Regions from separate parts of the Mus musculus genome. Here region 1 is linked to region 2. The links are chromatin contacts, called in public Hi-C maps. All regions are on one chromosome and are shown on one strand. Each heading gives the region's core, a stretch centred on a gene start, on an enhancer-like site or on the middle of the called end of the contact. The rest is flanking DNA. Distances are from core to core; before and after follow the strand shown.

Region 1 (3,559 bases), core at 770-3,269, 54 kb after region 2:
CGGGGTGGGGGGTGGTGTTGGGGGGGAGAAGTGACTCTATCGGAGTTGAGCAATGGAGTCTGGTAATGTGTCATGCAAATGTTAGTCAACCATCAATTAGGGGGGCTGATGAGCTACACTTTTTAGGTTGTGCAGTGCTGAGATTACCAAGTTCTGCCCCAGAGTCAATTTATCTGCATCCTTGACCAATGTCACAGAAGCCACCATGCGCAGACAAGCAGGCCATCCTGCAGCCACAAGGTCTAATTTTTTTGATAACTATGCTGCAGGTCTTCTCCAGGACCCCAATCTCTGAGTAAGAATCCCTTTGGCAATACCTTTGTTCTCAGCCACAAATAGATGGAAGGGCTTAGTCATATCCAGAAGGCCTAAAGGTGGGACCGACATTATGGCAGTCAAATGGCATCGAAGGCTTGTTGTTCTTTACTTCCCCATACAAAGGACTGTTTATCTCTTGTGAGGGGGTAAAGTGGGTCCACTAATTCAGCAAAACCTGGAATCCACAGTCTACAAAAGCCCGCAGTGCCCAGAAACTCTCTAACTTTTCTTGAACTGGTCGGTGGGGGGGGGGGGATATGAAACACAGTCTCTTTTCTAGCTTCAGAAGGCCACCGTTGCCCCTCTTCTTCTTCTTGCTCAGTGTCCTTTTTCTTTACAGTAAAGACATTGATCTTTAGCCAAAGCTCTCTGCAGTTGCCTGGTACTGTCTTACTAAACTCTCTAGTTTCCCTGACTACTGTGGCCAGTATTTTATGCAAGTTTCTCTCTTGTCTATTATCCCTTTTTAATTCCCTGCCTTCCTGTTCCTTCTACTTATCATTTCTAAGTGCTAGCATTATCAGCATGTGCCACCTTGCTAGTCTCTAGTCTTTGTTATTTACCTCTCTTTGCTCCTGTTTTCCTGACTGTAATGGAGATCTCATACAATGTTTTCTCTCTCTCTATCCCTTTGTTCCTCCTCCTTGTCTTTGCTTCCTTTGCATGTTGTCCAGTTATCATGTCCCCATCCTCTCCCTCTACCCTGGTTTATCCTTATGTCTCACTGCACATCTCTGGTTCTGGCTTTGTTCTTCTTCCCATCATGCTTCCTATTTCTATCTAGCAACCCTTTCTCTTGCCTGCCTCTCTCATCTCAGACCTCTCTCTAATCCTCTTCATCTCTATTTCCACCTCTCCTCACTGTCGATCTCTTCATTTGCCACTCTCATCCGTCTCTCCTGAGTCTGCTGAAGCTTTGCTCTTCCTTACCCTCGAGATCTCCTTGCCTAGATTCTCTATGGGTGTAATCTTTCTCTCTTCCTCCCAGACTGTGAGGAGCCGCCCTTGCAATCGCCATTACAAGATGGCGCTGATATCTGGTGTTCTAACTGGTAAACAAGTAGTCTGCGCATGTGCTGGTGTATTTTTCCATTCCTTGTGCCCTGCCTGTCCCGTGGCGTCATCTGGACTGATGGTGAGCAACCAGTCAGGGTGAAATATGTCTCCAACTGCTTTTGTGGTCTATTTAAGGACCGAGTTTCCTGTGTTCTGGGTCTCCTCCCCAGAAGCTGATCATCTTTCTCTCGAGATGCATTAAAGCTTTGCTGCAAAAGGATCTGAGTGTGTCCTGTGTTTGTGTCCTCGCTGGCGAGACTCTTTATCACACAGGGACATCTGGTGCTGAAATCCCAGGAATTCTACAACATTGCCGGCACTGAGGAGGCCCCCCGGAAACGGGGCGGGTCCAGAACTGCAGTGAAAGGTAAGTTCGGAGAGATATGTCTGATTGTGAGCCTGTTGTTCCCTTTGACTTTGGTCTCAATCTAGAAACACCGCGGGATGGGTCGGTAGAAGCTTTGGTTTTTGTAACCCTGGCATTTGTTTTCTTTCTCCTGGTGCCTTATTGTGTTTATCGTGGTTGGTGTTGGCCTTGAGGTGCGGTCAGTCCCACGTAAATAAGTGGCAGCACTGTCAAGCTCAGTCAGTCTCTGGTAGATAAGAGAGCGGACCATGGCACTTTACTTTCACTTCTGCTCCGGGAGCAGACTTCTGCTTTGAGAGCAGACTTCTGCTTCAGGGACGGACTTCTGCTTTTGAAACGGAGCATGGCATTTTACTTTCACTTTCTGCTTCAGTGTGCCTTAAATCAGATGTAGATAAACCGCAGGCACAATGGGGTCATCACAGTCAATTGTAAATGCACTGCAAATTGTCCTTAAGCAGAGAGACCTCAAGATTGCCACACACACTCTACAAAATTTTGTCAAAGAGATTGACCGTGTTGCCCCATGGTATGCTTGTTCAGGTTCCCTGACCACAGCCTCGTGGAACAGGTTCCCTGACCACAGCCTCGTGGAATAAACTAGGAAGAGACCTAGATAGAAAATTTGAGGAAGGAGACTTACACCTAGGCACTAAGGCAATTTGGAAATTAATAAAGAACTGCTTAGAAGATGAGACCTGCCAACCTGCAGTGGTTGAGGGACAAGAAACGTTAGAGAAGGTTCAGGACAGCATGTCAGAAACCGAACGGAGCGAGAGATTAGGAGCTCATAAAAAGAAAAAAGACATGTCTAAGGAAAAAGGACCTCCCTGGAAGTTAGAAAAGGGGGGAGTGAAAAAAGGGGAAGGTGAAAACGTGCCCCCTACAGGTATACTTAGTAATATTTATCCCACCTGAGAGCTAGAAGCCCTAGAACTTGATAGCTCAGATTCTGATGATTTAGACCCTAGTGAAGAGGCAGAATTAGAAGAGGAAGCAGCAAGATATGAAGAGGAAAAGTATGGCCCTGATCAAAGAGTACAGCAAAAAGTTAATAAAAGGGGGGGGGGCATACAGCCATCACCCAATCCCTCAGCGCCTCCACCATATGAATCAAGATATGGTGCTAGTTCCTTTCTGCCTCAGGAGGAATTAAAAAGATTCAGATGGCTTTTCCAGTTTTCGATGCTGGAGACAGTGCAGGACGCATACATGCTCCTGTAGAATATCAACAAATTAAGGAACTTGCCGAATCTGTCCGTAATTATGGAGTCAATGCCAACTTCACCTTAGTACAGGTTGAGAGATTTGCCAATGTAGCAATGACTCTGGCAGACTGGCAAATGACAGTTAAGGCCACTCTACCTAATATGGGACAATACATGGAATGGAAAGCATTGTGGTACGATGCTGCCCAGAATCAGGCAAGAATTAATGCTGTGGCAGAAGATGATAATCAGAGGCAATAGACTTTTGAATTATTAACAGGCCAAGGACAGTATGCTGCCAATCAGACTAATTATCATTGGGGAGCATATGCTCAAATATCAGCGGCTGCCATTAAGGCTTGGAAAGCTCTTACAAGAAAGGGAGAAGCTGGAGGCCACCTTACAAAGATTATCCAGGGCCCCCAGGAGCCGTTCTCAGACTTTGTAGTGAGAATGACAGAGGCCACAGGAAGAGTTTTTGGAGACCCTGAACAGGCCATGCCGTTAATTGAACAGCTCATTTATGAGCAGGCCACACAGGAATGCAGGAATGCAGGAATGCAATCACGCCAAGAAAAAACAAGGGATTGCAAGATTGGCTTAGGGTATG
Region 2 (3,809 bases), core at 1,271-3,770:
TACTGAATCTAAAAACTAATGATTTTAAAAAAGACTTTAGCAACTGTAGTTGTACTATATAAATTTAACTTTCTCACACAACATAATTATCTGAACTCAGGGCTGACGAGATGGCTCAGTGGGTAAGAGCACTGACTGATCTTAAGAAGGTCCTGAGTTCAAATCCCAGCAACCACATGGTGGCTCACAACCACCCGTAATGATATCTGCCGCCCTCTTCTGGTGCGTCTGAAGACAGCTACAGTGTACTTATGTATAATAATAAAACTTTGGGCTGGAGCAAGCAGGGACTGAGCGAGTGGAACTGACCAACCAGAGTGAGCGGGGCTGACTGGAGCGAGCAGAGGTCCTAAAATTCAATTCCCAATAACCACATGAAGGCTCATAACCATCTGTACAGCTACAGTATACTCACATGCATAAAATAAATAAATAAATCTTTAAGAATTATCTGAACTCTACCTGTATTACTTATTAGGCAACAAGGTATGGTAACACCAAAAACATTACACATGAAATATATTTTATGAACCAACATAGACAATAGTGATCACTGTCACAATCTGACTTTACTTGGATAAATATCAATTTGTAGACATTAAAAAGAGGCTTTTTCCAAGTGTCATTTAACTATACAAGCAAAACAAACATCTATTAAACTACCACATAGTCTACATACAAACATTTTCGACGTCCAAAAACACAGCATACCATATGGGGACAGTATTAACTTGGTTTTTCCATCCAGTAATTCAGTTTCAAGCTTTAAACCATCTCTGCAATATAAAAGAAAATTGTTTTGACAAGTTTAATTTAACAACTTTCACTAAATAGCAGCCAGGGATATTTATATGAACCTTGAAAGTAAACCTATACCTTTGAATGTATACAGGAATCACATGACCATCAAAGCAGGGGTTTTGGTTGGTTGTTTCTTTTAATTCACATAGCCCAAGCTGCCCTCAAACTCACTATGTATGTAGACCAGGCTGGTTGACCAGGCTGGCTTTGAATTCCTGATTCACCTGCCTGAACCTCCCTCAAAGTAGTCTTTAAATTTTAAAATATTGTTTTCAAGGCTGGAGAGACAGCTCAGCAGTGAGGAGCACTGTCTATTCTTGGCAAGCAGAACCAACATTGCAGTTAACAAGTGTCTGTAAAGGCCCCTCGGGTCACCAAGGGCACCAGCACAAGTGGCCCACAGACTTACATGCAGGCACGATACCCATTCACATAAAATTAAAATAAGTATTTAAAAAGTATGTGTATATATGTGTTCATACATACACATTTTTTTTAACCTAAGAGGGAAAAAAATACAAAAGACTTTCTTACAACTTTTCAGTGAGGCCAGCATGTGTCATGTTTAACCTGAAACCTGGTTTTTGTTACTGGTAAGAAATAAAGCAACCCAGTTATTGCAGCATCCTTTAACCTGCAGCTCTATACCAAAAGTCCCATGCTGCTACCAGAACTCCTTAGCCAGGTACAAGACATAGATAAGCTATTTATGCGTTTTTTGTTTTGTTTTGTTTTTAACAATTTCATGACTGACAGATTCCAAGGAGGAATAGACGCGACTGAAAGATGGCTAAAATGGTCACCAATGTGACGGCTGCTTAAATACAGAATTCCACACAACTTGGACTATTTCATATACTACACGATTGCTTTAGTGACTCTATTACTATCTTAATAAATAAACAATAAACTTTGGCTAATATGACACTTTACATGTCAAAAGCGCCACCATAAAGAAACGGTAAACACTACCAGCAAAACTTACGTTGTCTATTAAAGTCAACAAAATTCTGATGGGATTCTACACACAGTATTACACAGTCTTACGGGGGTGGGGTGGGAACGGGGTGGGCGTTATGTGTCTATGAACAGTAATGACGACAACGTCAAAGAGAAAATACCAAACCAAGAAATTAAGGGCGAGCAGGTTGACTAGCAACTTTAAACTCAGAGTTGCTTTGGTAGCGAGAATCAAAGTGCCTGCGTTTGTAAAAGGAAACAATCTGGGAGATATAGGTTGTCAGAGGCCACCCCGTTGCAGGACTACAAACAGCTCATGGGTACGTTAGAAGGCAACCTCTTGAATGAATCTGAAGTTGCTAAGTCTCTATACTACCGCCCCGCAAGCTTACGGGGCAGGCTGCCTCATTGATTTCTAAACTCCCAGAAGAGAACCTAACATTCAGCTTCTGGATGCGCGGTTACGTCTAGGTCTGGTGGCTGGTTTTCCTAAAACGATGAACTTCTGAAGATGAAGACCGCACCCCAGACTCGGTCCAGCCCCAGCTGAGGATGCTCCAGCTCAGTACGGGGCAGCCGTAGCTCCCCGAGCATCTCGCCCTCTGGGGCGCCATCTCCCCTCCGGGGCGCTCCAACACCACGGTCCGCGCTGGACCCGGAACCCCGCCCGCCGCCACGCGCCGGCTGAAAGTTACAGCCCAGCGAGTCCCCGCCGGCTTACCCCAGGTTCATGGCCCCGCCGCCCACCCGCAGCTCGCTCAGGTCACTTGTGTACCCAGCTTGCTGCCGCTGCTCAACAAACGCTATGCTGATTGGTTGCCGGGGGCCAGCCGAGCCAATCACAGTGGGACATGCTGGCGGGTCCGTTCGTTGATGCCGGCCTCCCCGGACTCTAGATCCCTCTCCGGGGGCGTCTGCGGTTTCTTCGTGATCACCGCCAACCTTGGGGAGCCGCCTTGGCTCTAATGGAGGTTTCCAAATAGGCAGAAACAACAGATGTAACCATTCTCTTTTATATTTGGAGGAGAGGTTTATTTAGTTGAAGGACTTGTGACGCCTAGGACACAGAGTATATGTCTCTGTCTCTTCGTGCTTCCCACACCTTACAGGCTGAAGTTCTTTAAATACTGCAGCAACAGTCACAGTGTGGACCAAACTCGTATATCCGTCGTTAGCAGTGCTATCTCTGAGGCACGAAGAGGCAAAAGGACTTGCCTGGGTCACTGACCACTTAACAATTATACTACAGATCTTATATCTAATGTGAATATGTGTATAACCCCAGCTGACGCTTTTAGACTCAGCCCAAAATTCCACTTGTTGCTCTTCCAGAGAATCCCAGTACTCACGTCAGGGGGCTAAGCCTCCTGCAGCTATATCAATCCTGGTGTCAGACTGGAGTCGGGGAGGGCGCACCCTCGGCAGCCTGTTTCAGAGTGAGTTCCAAGACACCACCATCCCTACCCCCATCCCCACCCCCACTAATCCCCACATAAAAATAAACAAATGTCACTTCCATAAAGAAGCTGCTGAGGGTAAAGTGTAAGAAGGCAATGTCAGCCGGGCGTGGTGGCGCACACCTCTAATCCCAGCACTCAGGAAGCAGAGGCAGGCAGATTTCTGAGTTCGAGGCCAGCCTGGTCTAAAAGTGAGTTCCAGGACAGCCAGAGCTATACAGAGAAACCCTGTCTCAAAAGAACCAAATAAATAAATTATTATTATTATTAGTAATAATAATAATAATAAAAGAAGGCAATGTCTACCTCCCTCCTCCTAGGATCCCAATAGTAGAGACATTATTAGGGTCACTTCCGGAGCATGCAGGAGGGTTTTCAGGAGTTTGGGCAATCCGAAAGTAAATGTAAAGTCTGCACTTAGCAAGGCTGGCGACAAGCTCAAGCTCACGGCTGGATGTGATAGCTGGGCATCTGCTCCCCTTGAGTTCCCAGAGCCCACGTGTCATTACAGCAGTATTGGATTTGGTTGGCTGAGAGGGATGCTCAGGAGGGAGTCCCACGAACCTCCCTATCCAGTCCTGCTATCAGGGA

Evidence for each region. A called contact is a pair of places that touch in the nucleus more often than the background predicts.
Region 1: a Hi-C map of myeloid progenitors shows a contact between it and region 2, with 1.9 times the contacts expected there. The contact joins the enhancer-like site here to the promoter of Ccdc66 in region 2. A contact is called at or near these places in 2 of 39 promoter capture datasets (hippocampal neurons and macrophages), 1 of 15 datasets of contacts at CTCF or cohesin (CD8 T cells), 26 of 484 Hi-C or Micro-C datasets (the 63-12 cell line, the AML12 cell line, B cells and 21 more), 5 of 115 datasets of contacts at active chromatin or transcription factors (effector CD8 T cells, embryonic stem cells, intestinal villus epithelium and 1 more) and 1 of 9 other capture datasets (pancreatic islet).

What each region holds. Positions count from the first base shown.
Region 1 is chr14:27,560,757-27,564,315 of GRCm38.p6, forward strand. No RefSeq gene overlaps it. Among named protein-coding and RNA genes, the nearest start is that of Gm25697, 35 kb to the left of the region's middle. Within about 2 kb of position 2,020, at least 95 of the 459 cell types and tissues checked have an H3K27ac peak or open chromatin away from gene starts, as enhancers often do. A contact at or near this core is called in the 63-12 cell line, the AML12 cell line, B cells and 12 more, where this site is marked.
Region 2 is chr14:27,505,940-27,509,748 of GRCm38.p6, forward strand. Ccdc66 (coiled-coil domain containing 66) reads right to left here and starts at 2,521. Exons shown (of 18, transcript NM_177111.3): 1 at 2,483-2,521; 2 at 712-776. The coding sequence starts at 2,493.